Linked DNA regions of Danio rerio: region 2 is linked to region 1. The links are chromatin contacts, called in public Micro-C maps. All regions are on one chromosome and are shown on one strand. Each heading gives the region's core, a stretch centred on a gene start, on an enhancer-like site or on the middle of the called end of the contact. The rest is flanking DNA. Distances are from core to core; before and after follow the strand shown. Region 1 holds the start of tp53inp2b (tumor protein p53 inducible nuclear protein 2b). Region 2 holds the start of rab5if (RAB5 interacting factor).

Region 1 (5,446 bases), core at 1,765-4,264:
TGTCTATCTATCTATCTATCTATCTATCTATCTATCTATCTATCTATCTATCTATCTATCTATCTATCTATCTATCTATCTATCTATATGTCTGTCTGTCTATCTATCCATCTATCTATCTATATATCTATCGTTCTGTTTGTCTGTCTGTCTATCTATTTATCCATCTATCTATTGGTCTATCTGTCTATTAATTTATCTGTTCATCCGTCCATCTATCTATCCATCTATCTATCTACATCCATTTGCATTAATAATTTGTTAATCTTAAATTAATCAAAATGTCAATTTGCTTAATAAAAAATAGTTAAATGGCTGAAGATAATTTATTTAACCTGCAAATAAAAAAAAGTGATGCACAATTCTCTAAAAAATAAAAAATAAGAGACCACTTTATAGGCTCTCTGGATTTTTTAATAATGGGCAAGTGTACAATGTTTATTTGTGTTTTATTATAAACACTACTGTACAAAAACTAAGAAGATTATGATTTAAAGCAGGGATCACCAACCCTGATCCCAGAGGCTTTCCATGCAGCTCCAGCACACCTGTAATTAGGAGCACCTTGATTAGCTGCTTCAGGTATGTTTGACTGGGGTTGCAATCTAGAGGATGGTAAACCTCCAGGAGCAGGACGATGATTTAGAGCACTTCATTTTACAATCTATAGCTAACAGTCAAATAAAAAAAAAAAAATCCTAATGTTTTCCGACATTAAATATAGGAGGGAGAAAACATTTACACATGAGCAATTCCAGCGTTATGGATGTGACATTTGCAGTAAAAATTCAAAACAGAAAAAGTATATGTTAACATTATATTGAAATATGTTTATATTTTACAAAACAACTAACCACAGAGGTTTGAGATCAGAAAAATATCAATCTGTAAACAACATTTCGGTTTTAAATGAGGGAAATAAGCATGTGTTATGGATCTGACTTAGCGAGTTTAAAGTACACAACATACTTTGTAGAAATTCTCTAAATTAAACTGGACATCCCAAAAGAAACAATAATAATCTAAGGAATAAAAGTTGGCTCTCTATAGAACAAACATTTTTTTAACCTTCAAATAACAAACAGACATGTTCAACTTCCGTAGTTAAACATATATAACATTATATCCAAGCAGCATACAATAAACAAAACAGTACAAATAATAATAACATAAACAAACCATAAATAATACAAAAGAAAATACATTACATTCAGGGAGGGTCAGTCCCATATAAGTTGACAAAAGCTTAGAGAGCTTTGAGGAACCTTTTGTTTTTCAGCTTTTTATAAATTTATATAAAATGTTTAAATAATTTTTAAATGCTTTGAAACAAAGAAAAACTTCAACAAATCTACATTTGTGAATATAAAATGTTGCTACAATCAACAGATTATTACACAGAAACGCAATTTGTTTTTCATAAAAATGCCAAATTTCTATAGAATAAACATGATTGATTTTAATTTGTTCAACATTTTTGCATTTATGAGGAAAAAGCTTCCGTTATGGATGTGCCATCTCTCCATTATGGATGTGACATATGTGAAAATGTGGTTTTGGTAAATCAAATATAATAACAGGGACATTTTTGAGTATTTTTACAGTCCTATAAATTAAAATATAAGCCTACAAAAAAAAAAACATAGAAAGGATTTCAATATTTTGGTGAAAACTTACTCTTTTCAGGGCAATGTTGACGTTTGCATGGAATTGCTCATAAGTACAGATAAATAAACACTTTTTTCTTATGCAATAACATTAAAATCCTATTCACTGCGTCATATTTACTGAAATGAAAAGCATTTAATTTGGCTCCCGACGGCTCCCCCTGCTGACGACCTGTATATTCAATCCTGCTGCCGGTGGGCGGGGCTTAAGGAACCCTGCGTGTTTATGACGTCATTGGCGCAGCCCAGCCCATCTCAAGACTAGCGGTCAGAGGATGAAAAAACAGAGGGAACAGGATCGTTCCGATAGAAACCGACACAAACTGTTGTGACTACGGCGTTTGTGACAGAATATAAAAATAGTTTGCTTTTTTCAAAGATGCACAGAATGCACACTTAAAACTAACCAACCGTTGATTATTAAAAAACGATTTCAGCGAAAGTCTGACTGATGCCGCCTGAAAAAACAACATCAAATCCCGTTTGTACTAATGAATCCTGTGTGAATCGATGGGAAATTAGTGCAGCATAAAATATAAACGCATAACAGCAGTGAATATGAGCGCATAATGCGAAGAGAGAGAGAGAGAGACTGAGCGCAAAGGGTCAAAGCAATGACAGCTCGGATCAAGGGTATTACCATCGCTCATATAACCACACAAACCATTACAAAAAACACACATTTTCGATATAATCAAAGACTGGACGAGTATTACAACTCTATTTATCTATACGGAAACCCCCACTGCTGCTAAATGCAAACGTAAAACACAACATCAGTGACCTATAGGTGTCATTTTACGACGGATTCTGAAAGGTACACCATCGAGAACACTGCTTTCGATGAACGCATCTGTGACGAGAGCAAAACGATGATGATGTCGTGTGAGATGGTTTAATAACAGAATAACTGCTCGTGCAGAATCATCTACTGTATACCGCTGTGTTCAACTAGACATGTCCGATCTAGTTCAGTCACAACAGACGGAGCGGATTCTGCTCCACAAACAGATCTCGCTTCAACAGAACAGACAGAGGAGATGTATACAGCGTCTTACCTGCAAAATTATTCAAGTTGTAAACGCGACGACCACACAATAAAACAACAACAACAACAAAAATCTTAAAGCATAGCTTTAGGTATTCGTTTATATGAGGTAGTAAAATTCACAAAAAAATATGAAAAAGTCCTTCTTCTTAGAAGAAATCCGCGTGTAAAATCAGATTTACACGACGTTTCAGTCGTGGGATCTGCGGCTTGTACGTTATTTTCCCCAGCAGATACTGTTGGTGATGTTATTGCTTCGCCCAGCTGATCCGCAGATCAGAATACAGAACGTACAAAACAGCTGATTGTGATGTCACGGCGCTCGTAGCAACGGTCAGAGCCACGCCCACTCCCTCAGCTGGACCAATCAGATGTTTACACCAGACCGAGAGCAGTAAATGAAGCGGTGGGGGTTGGGCAGATATGCCTCATCATTCGCTTCACCTTAAACAATCGCATATGAAATCATAAATCAGCGGTGGAGCTCAGCGTACAGTAATGCTGGTGCTGTGTTTTGGGTTTGGTGTTTACAAAACACCAGAATAATACTGATACTGATGTTTAATATTGATAACTGAAGGACATTTCAGCTACAAAATGCACTTACTTTCTGTAGCTGTAATGTCATTCAGTTATCAAAACGTCAACAGTTATAACAAAATAATGTAATGTTATGAAGAAAAGCTATAAAATGTAGTCTGATGTGAGCAAACGCATTGTTGATGTGTAATTCTAAAGTGTTTTGAAAGGTGTAAAGAGATTTTATTTAATTTATTAAATCCAATCAACAATAGCCAGACATAACTATCATGATATTCAGATTAATAATCTCTCTCTAACCTGAGTAATTCAGAAAAATAGACTTTTATTGTTAATTTTTACTGCATTACGTGTAAATAACACACACAAAACATATTGGACGTCTGTTCTTAGCACAATATGCTGGTGAAGAGATGGCAAGGAACAGCATTTGAGTTAGCACAGTCTCTTAGTTTCCTTCTCTTTCTGCTTGATGCTGATCTTTTTTTTGTTAGGTTATTTATAAACATTTTGTTTATTTGTATGTTTATATGTTATACACTATATATCTGGCATGTCTCAGCCAGAATAAATTATAAATAAATTGTTTTTGAAAGGCAAAAAAAAAAAAAAGTTTCCATCTCATATCATTGCCACTTTGCGTTTTTAAAGGTGTCTGTTCAGGATATAATGTGACCGCGCTGTCTGGAGTCTGGGTGTAATTTGATCAGTGCAGTGCTCGTGTCTCTTTAAACAGTGTTTGTAAATATTGCCTGTCCCGCCTTCTCCACATTCCTCAATTCCCTCTCGCCGCGGGGGCGGGGTTTAAACTGCCACGCGTCACATTTGACCAATCATAACTCACAGTCTGAAGACAGACGTGTGAGCAACCTATGTGGAGCCGCGGATTGATGACAAGACCTTGATGGTTGACTGGCCTGTTAAAGCGTCTTTAGAAAATAACTCAAATGCTGTTCCTTGCCATTTAGATTCTTTTCACCAGCATATTTGTGCTAAGAACAGACGTATAGGTTTTGTGTGAGTTGTTTACACGTAATGCAGACAAAATTAACAATAACAGTATATTTTTTCTGAATTACTCAAGTAAGAGAGAGATTATTATTGTGAATATCATGATAGTTATGTCTGGCTATTATTAATTTGATTTAGTAAATTAAATAAAATCTCTTTACATCTTTCAAAACACTTTAGAATTACACATCAACAATTGTAGAGTTTAAATCTGAATTATTAAACCCCCTTTGATTGATTTTTTTGCATTTTTTTTTTATATTTCCCAAATTATGTTTAACAGAGCAAGTAAATTTTCACACTATGTCTGATAATATTTTTTTCTTCTGGAGAAAGTCTTATTTGTTTTATTTCAGCCATAATAAAAGCAGTTTTTAATATTTTAAACACATTTTAAGGTCAAAATTAGCCCCTTTAAGCTAATTTTATTTTTCCTGATAGTCTACAGAACAAACCATCGTTATACAATAACTCGCCTAATTACCCTAACCTGCCTAATTAACCTTATTAACCTAGTTAAGCCTTTAAATGTCACTTTAAGCTGTATAGAAGTGTCTTGAAGAATATTTAGTCTAATATTATTTACTGCCATCAAGACAAAGATAAAATAAATCAGTTAATAAAACTATTATGTTTAGAAATGTGTTGAAATCGTCTCTCCATTAAGCAGAAAAATAAAAAGAGAGGCTAATAATTCTGACTTCAACTGTAAATACAGAATCAGTCAATGGTCTGTAGTCATAATATACATTTAAAACAATCACAGTACTTTTGATGCAATCAAGTTATTGCTACTAGTCATTTAACACTTTCCAGTGAAATCAAAATGTGTATCAAATAACAGATGTGAACATAAAATGAAAGAAAAATGTCATGCTAACCTGTTTATTGATGGGATATGGGATATATGCACTTTCCCATAATTCCTCTCTAGGACTGGACTAAAATAATAACATTAACCTTGAACGAGAGCCTAGATAAAACTGCTGGAGCATTTTGTTTCTCAAGAGCCGAAAGCCTCTGCACTTTAATCTTTACACCTGTGGCCAAATAAAACAGGCATGGCACAACATGCCCCAGGGGTTTGGTACGTGATATTACATATTAAGCAAGCAAAGTGTTCTGTTATTAACCAAGGCATTTTCACAACCATGTTTCTCACACAAACACCAGCTAAAAC
Region 2 (5,446 bases), core at 775-3,274, 270 kb before region 1:
TTTAATTTTACTAGCAATTTTTTTATACACAAATGCACATTTTTGTCTGTAAAGCCCGTTTCTTATTTTTTTGCAAAGATTTGAAATATTATTTGGATACAATCTCAACCTCCAGCAACGTTAAAGTTTTAAAATCAATAACACTTAGTGAATCTTATAGTGTTGTCTCTTTTCTGACTGTATTCTATGGGACTTTGCTTTAAGATAGATTAAAAGTGATCTATTGTAATTTATATTACCCCTGAAATCTTTTTTTGTTTGTTTGTTTGCTCTGTTCTGTTGTCTATGTTTGTTGTTATGGGATGTATACCTTTTCTGCACATATATTTATATTTTCTATACATTTCTGTACTCTTGTTGAACTTTCCAATAATGAAAAAATAAGGTAAAGTTGGGTTTTATATTCAGACTTTCTCATTAACATATTTCAGAAATTTACTAAATGCAAATTCTAAATGGTGAAATCATATTAGCAGCCAATGACTATCAAAGAACAACAATGATCACAGTCAATTAAATAGTGCTAATGTTGTTTTGAATATGGAGGTAAAGTTAGTTTTATATTCACACATTCGTTCATTTAGAAGTCTCTATATTGTTTATCATGTTACTTAAAATATTCGATAGGAATTAGCATGCAAGAATGACTTCTAAACAACATTAGCACTATCTAATCGACTGTGAACAATGGTGTACTTTGATAGTCATTTGCTGCTAATAGGATTTGACTATTTAGAATTAGCAAATAATATTTTTCTGAAATTATATAATTAAGGAATAGAGGTAAAGTTAGTTTTATATTCACACATTCGTTCATTTAGAAGTCTCCGTATTGTTTACCATGTTACTTTGAATATTCGATTGAAATTAGTATGCAAGTAGGACTTCAAAACAACATTAACACTGTCTAATTCACTGTTAACAGTGTTGTACTTTGATAGTCATTGGCTGCTAATATGATTTACCTATTTAGAATTTGCAAACAATACTTTAATGAAAATATAGTATTAAGGAAAATGTCTGAATATCCAAATATAAAACCAAATTTTACCTCTATCATTAACACTGTTTATTTGACAGTGAACTATGTTGTACTTTGATAGTCAATGGCTGCTAAATTGATTTGGCTATTTAGTGTTTGCAAATAATACTTTTATGAAATTATATTATTAAGGGGAAAGTCTAAATGTGCGAATGTAAAACTAACTTTAACTCTATAATTTCAGTCAGAATATTCAAAGTACCATGGTAAACAATACAGGGAGCTTTCACTGAACGAATGTGTGAATATAAAACCAACAATATTAAAAAAAAGTTACTGCGAAAATATTTAGAAGCTTGCTGACTTTGTATATACTTACAATAAATTTCAAAATAACAAAAAAAAACTTAATATTCGGTCTAAAAAGAGCATTCAAGCACGACTTCAAAACAAAATGAGCAAATAATACTTTTCTGCTTTTTTATTAAGAGGATGAAAGTCTGAATTTGCGAATATAAAAACTAATCTTCGCACATTTTAGTGGCATACGATAATAAACGAGGATCAGCTCATGACCGCAGTATCATTAATCTCTTTAAAGAGCCCAATCCCTACTGAACACGATGACACCTACAGCCCTGAACCCTAAACAGTGAACATGCCAACAGCACATTCACAAACACCTGACAGCATCTGCTTTAACACATTACAGAAACATCTAGTACACTAGTAAAAGATACTAGTCAGAATTAGCCTAAGTGTGGATGGGTGCAAAATCAGACCTTCTCTTCCCACACTGCTTTACAGCTGATGGCTTTGCTCCATGTGGACTGCTTTACTCCTCCATTCACCGCATGAACCTCCTCTTTCCGCTTCGAGCTGCTCGACATGATCCACACCGACTGCAGACACGGTAAAACACGCGATATGACTCCAAATGTTCGGTTTTAGTGGCGGAATTCAAGCGCAGGGGTTCAGATTTGCTGCTTTTCGTCCCACATTGACACAGCTCACGAAATCGACTCCGCGCACGCGCGCCCGAGTCATGACCTTGCTGTGCCAACCAATGAGCGAGTGCGACGTCTCCGCGCTCAGCCAATAAGAAGTCAGAACCGACCTCAGACGCATGCGTGTAGTCACATCACGCCCTCTACAGGTGAACCGTAATTAGCGCAATATAAGAGTAGGGCAATTAATGAATAATGAATGAAATGTACGTGCAAGCCCAATATTTTTATGGTGTTTTTTGTGTAATTGTTGTTGTTTTTCTCTCTCTGTATGATATCATGTCTTATTTCCCTGTTATTGCATATGTTTGACAATAAAAAGGGGGGAAGCTAATGTTTTTTCCATGCTGATAAACTTCTGGTGACTTGTCATTGTGTACTTTTTTTCCACTGTATACAGTTCCTTTTACAGCATCGATGTTGTAATGTCATTAAAATACATTCAGTTAAATAAACTTTGGCATTCATTTAGTTTCTCAAGCGTAAAACGAGACAAAAAGCCGTTTACTTGCACGCGCCTGTCAAAATCTGAAGGCTAGGGCAAAAGCTCCATTGAATATACTGAGGTAAAATAAACGGTCATATTATAAAGACATGGCGGGGGAACGTGTAATTTAATGCAGTGCTTCTTGTACAATTCAGGACCCACTTTATATCGGAAATCATTCAGCCAGTGGAGATCTGTGATTTTTAAAGAAAACAGACCTTAAACGCGCCGGTTTTTGCATTGGCATACAGTTCGCCGGAAGCGCTTAACCTAGGTTAGTGGCAAATTAAAAGTCCCATTACCATGCTTAGGCATATACCCTACTGAATGAGTTCCGTTTGAGCTCATTTCAGTTTTGTTTCATTTATTACAGCTCTCATTCATCTCTAATATGAACTAGTAATTACTAAATCTGTATTAAAATGTGTTCTACAGATTACTAAAAAAGATAATTCATCGTAAAACGTACTTACTATTTACTCTCCCTCAAGTGGTTCCAATCCCAGGTAGCAAAGAATTCTGGCCCAGATTTGGCATAAAGCTGGCACAGCAGGCATTCGTCCGGCACTGGCATACAGCATGTGGGCCAAATATGGCCTAGGTTTGGCCGAGGTGTCACTGTCTAAATGTGGCTCTCAAGACTTGGGCCAGATATCATATGTAGTATTTGGCCCAGATGTTAAAATGTATATGTGGGCCACGTAGGGTTGGCCTATCTTTACCCACTTTTAAAATACATTAAAGTTATTTTTGAGTAAAGAAAATAATCTATCAATCAGGTCGCTTCAAGAAAAAGCACAGCCATAAGGAAAAAACATTGACACACCAACATTATTTGGCCCATTTATGGGTATTACCTTGGCTGAGACTTGGCCCAGATATGGTCCACGTTTATCTATGTATGGAATTTAGACTCGGTCCAGCCATGTACCGTAATTCACTGCGGCATGTGGGCCAAGCAAATGCTGATGGTGTGGGCCAGATCTGGGCCAGAGAAATTTTGCTTTATTAAGCAGTGTTGTGGAAAGTTGCTTTAGAAATTAATTAATTAGAATATCAGGTTACTCCCCAAAAAAGTAACTAGTTGTGTTACTTATTAGTTACTTTTTATGGTGAGTAATGTGTTACTTTTGAGTACTTTTGAGTTACTTTTGCGTTACTTATCCTGACATGTTTTCCAGAGATAGGTTGCGGCTGGAAGGGCATCCGCTGCGTAAAAACTTGCTGGATAAGTTGGCGGTTCATTCCGCTGTGGCGACCCCGGATTAATAAAGTGACTGAGCCGAAAAGTAAATGAATGAATGAATGATATCCTGACATGGCTGAGGCTTGATCTCTTTGTTCTTTTCAAGAAAAACTTGTATCCAATACCTCTTTTCAAGAACTATTCATATATAGCGACAATTACTATTATTTATGTTATATATATATATATATATATATATATATATATACATATATATATATATATATATATATATATATATATATATATACATATATATATATATATATATATATATATATATATATATATATATATATATAATTGATTCATTTAATTAAAACTATATTCATATATTATCATAATACTGTGTATGTACATATTTTTATATTAAAGGGGTGGTCCACTACGATATTATATTTTAAACTTCAGTTGATGTGTAATGTAGCTGTGTGAACATAAACAGCATCTCTGAATGTAAAATATTCAAAGTTTAATGCAAAGGGAGACCTTGATTTGTACAGAGTTAGCTTAGCAACGCCTACAATTAACGAATTTTGGGGACTACAAAAAATACTTCCGCCCCCTGTGAGATCACAAAAGTTCGTTATTGCGCATCCCACACTGCGCAGGTAAAGGCCGTGGCCATAGGCGCTGTAACTTTACTGCAGAGAGAGAAATGCCATCCTGCTGTTTCCACAGAGCTGTTCTGTTTCTGTTGTTGGGCTTCCAAATGACACGACCCAAACACAGAAGTGCTTACAGTTCAATATTAATTATGTTCCAGAGAACTATAAAATACATAGCAAGCATGATTTGACAAAACACAGCTTCCAGAATCTCTCCCAGTTCAGTGCTGGATTCAGTTAAAATCTCCTCAAAGATGGAGCAAGGAGACGCTGTGAACTCTGAGTCATGACCTGTAAGTGTTTTTATTTGTTAAAATTGATCATGACATGTACAGTGTCTAACTTTAACGGTGTGTTGTAGCAAAGATGTAAACAACGGGAAATTATGGTAACCGCTAACGACTTAGCTAACGTTACAAATCCATATTTATCAAACGGCTGTAAACGCACACACACACATACACATACACGCACTCTTGGCCAGCACCTGCGTCTCTCTGTGGGAGACGGCAGAGTTTCTCTCTATAGGCAGCTTTGCTATGCGTTTTACAACTCGGACAATAAAGTCGCAAAAGATATGTGAACGATTCATGTTACTTACACAGGCATATTCCGCATATGCATGATAGACGTCCTGTAACGCGTTGATTTAAAAAAAATACAGCAATGATTTCCCAACTGGAGTGTAACATCAAAAACAAATCAATCCAGGCTCACAAAGGTCTCATCTCACATCTTGTGCTTTATTCTGTCACCATAGAAAATAACTTAATCCGAGCATGAGAGAAAAAGAACAATAAAAATCTCTCCCGCGCACATGCGCTTCTCGTGTTACAGATACTTCATCGTATACACGCATAAACACACTAAAAGGCACAGAAACAGTTAAAGGAGCCGCATCCCATTTTCACTCGTTACAGACACGTGTTGACTGACTGACTGTTTACACAAAACGCGCGTGCTTGTCAGGGCGTGACGTGGAGCCGATCGGCGAATCACAGCATATTATGAGGATGACCAATCAGAGTCACTTGAGGGTGGGCCTTTTAGAGAAACTAGGAAATATGACAGTCGTTTTCATGTTAGCTGAGTAGCTGTGTATAATCAAAGTGAGAT

Evidence for each region. A called contact is a pair of places that touch in the nucleus more often than the background predicts.
Region 2: a Micro-C map of caudal fin shows a contact between it and region 1, with 4 times the contacts expected there. The contact joins the promoter of rab5if here to the promoter of tp53inp2b in region 1. A contact is called at or near these places in 2 of 18 Hi-C or Micro-C datasets (caudal fin and hematopoietic stem cells).

What each region holds. Positions count from the first base shown.
Region 1 is chr23:2,632,891-2,638,336 of GRCz12tu, reverse strand. It overlaps tp53inp2b (tumor protein p53 inducible nuclear protein 2b), which reads right to left and starts at 3,014. Exons shown (of 4, transcript XM_068216826.2): 1 at 2,726-3,014.
Region 2 is chr23:2,905,320-2,910,765 of GRCz12tu, reverse strand. It overlaps rab5if (RAB5 interacting factor), which reads right to left and starts at 2,024. Exons shown (of 4, transcript NM_199850.2): 1 at 1,765-2,024. The coding sequence starts at 1,872.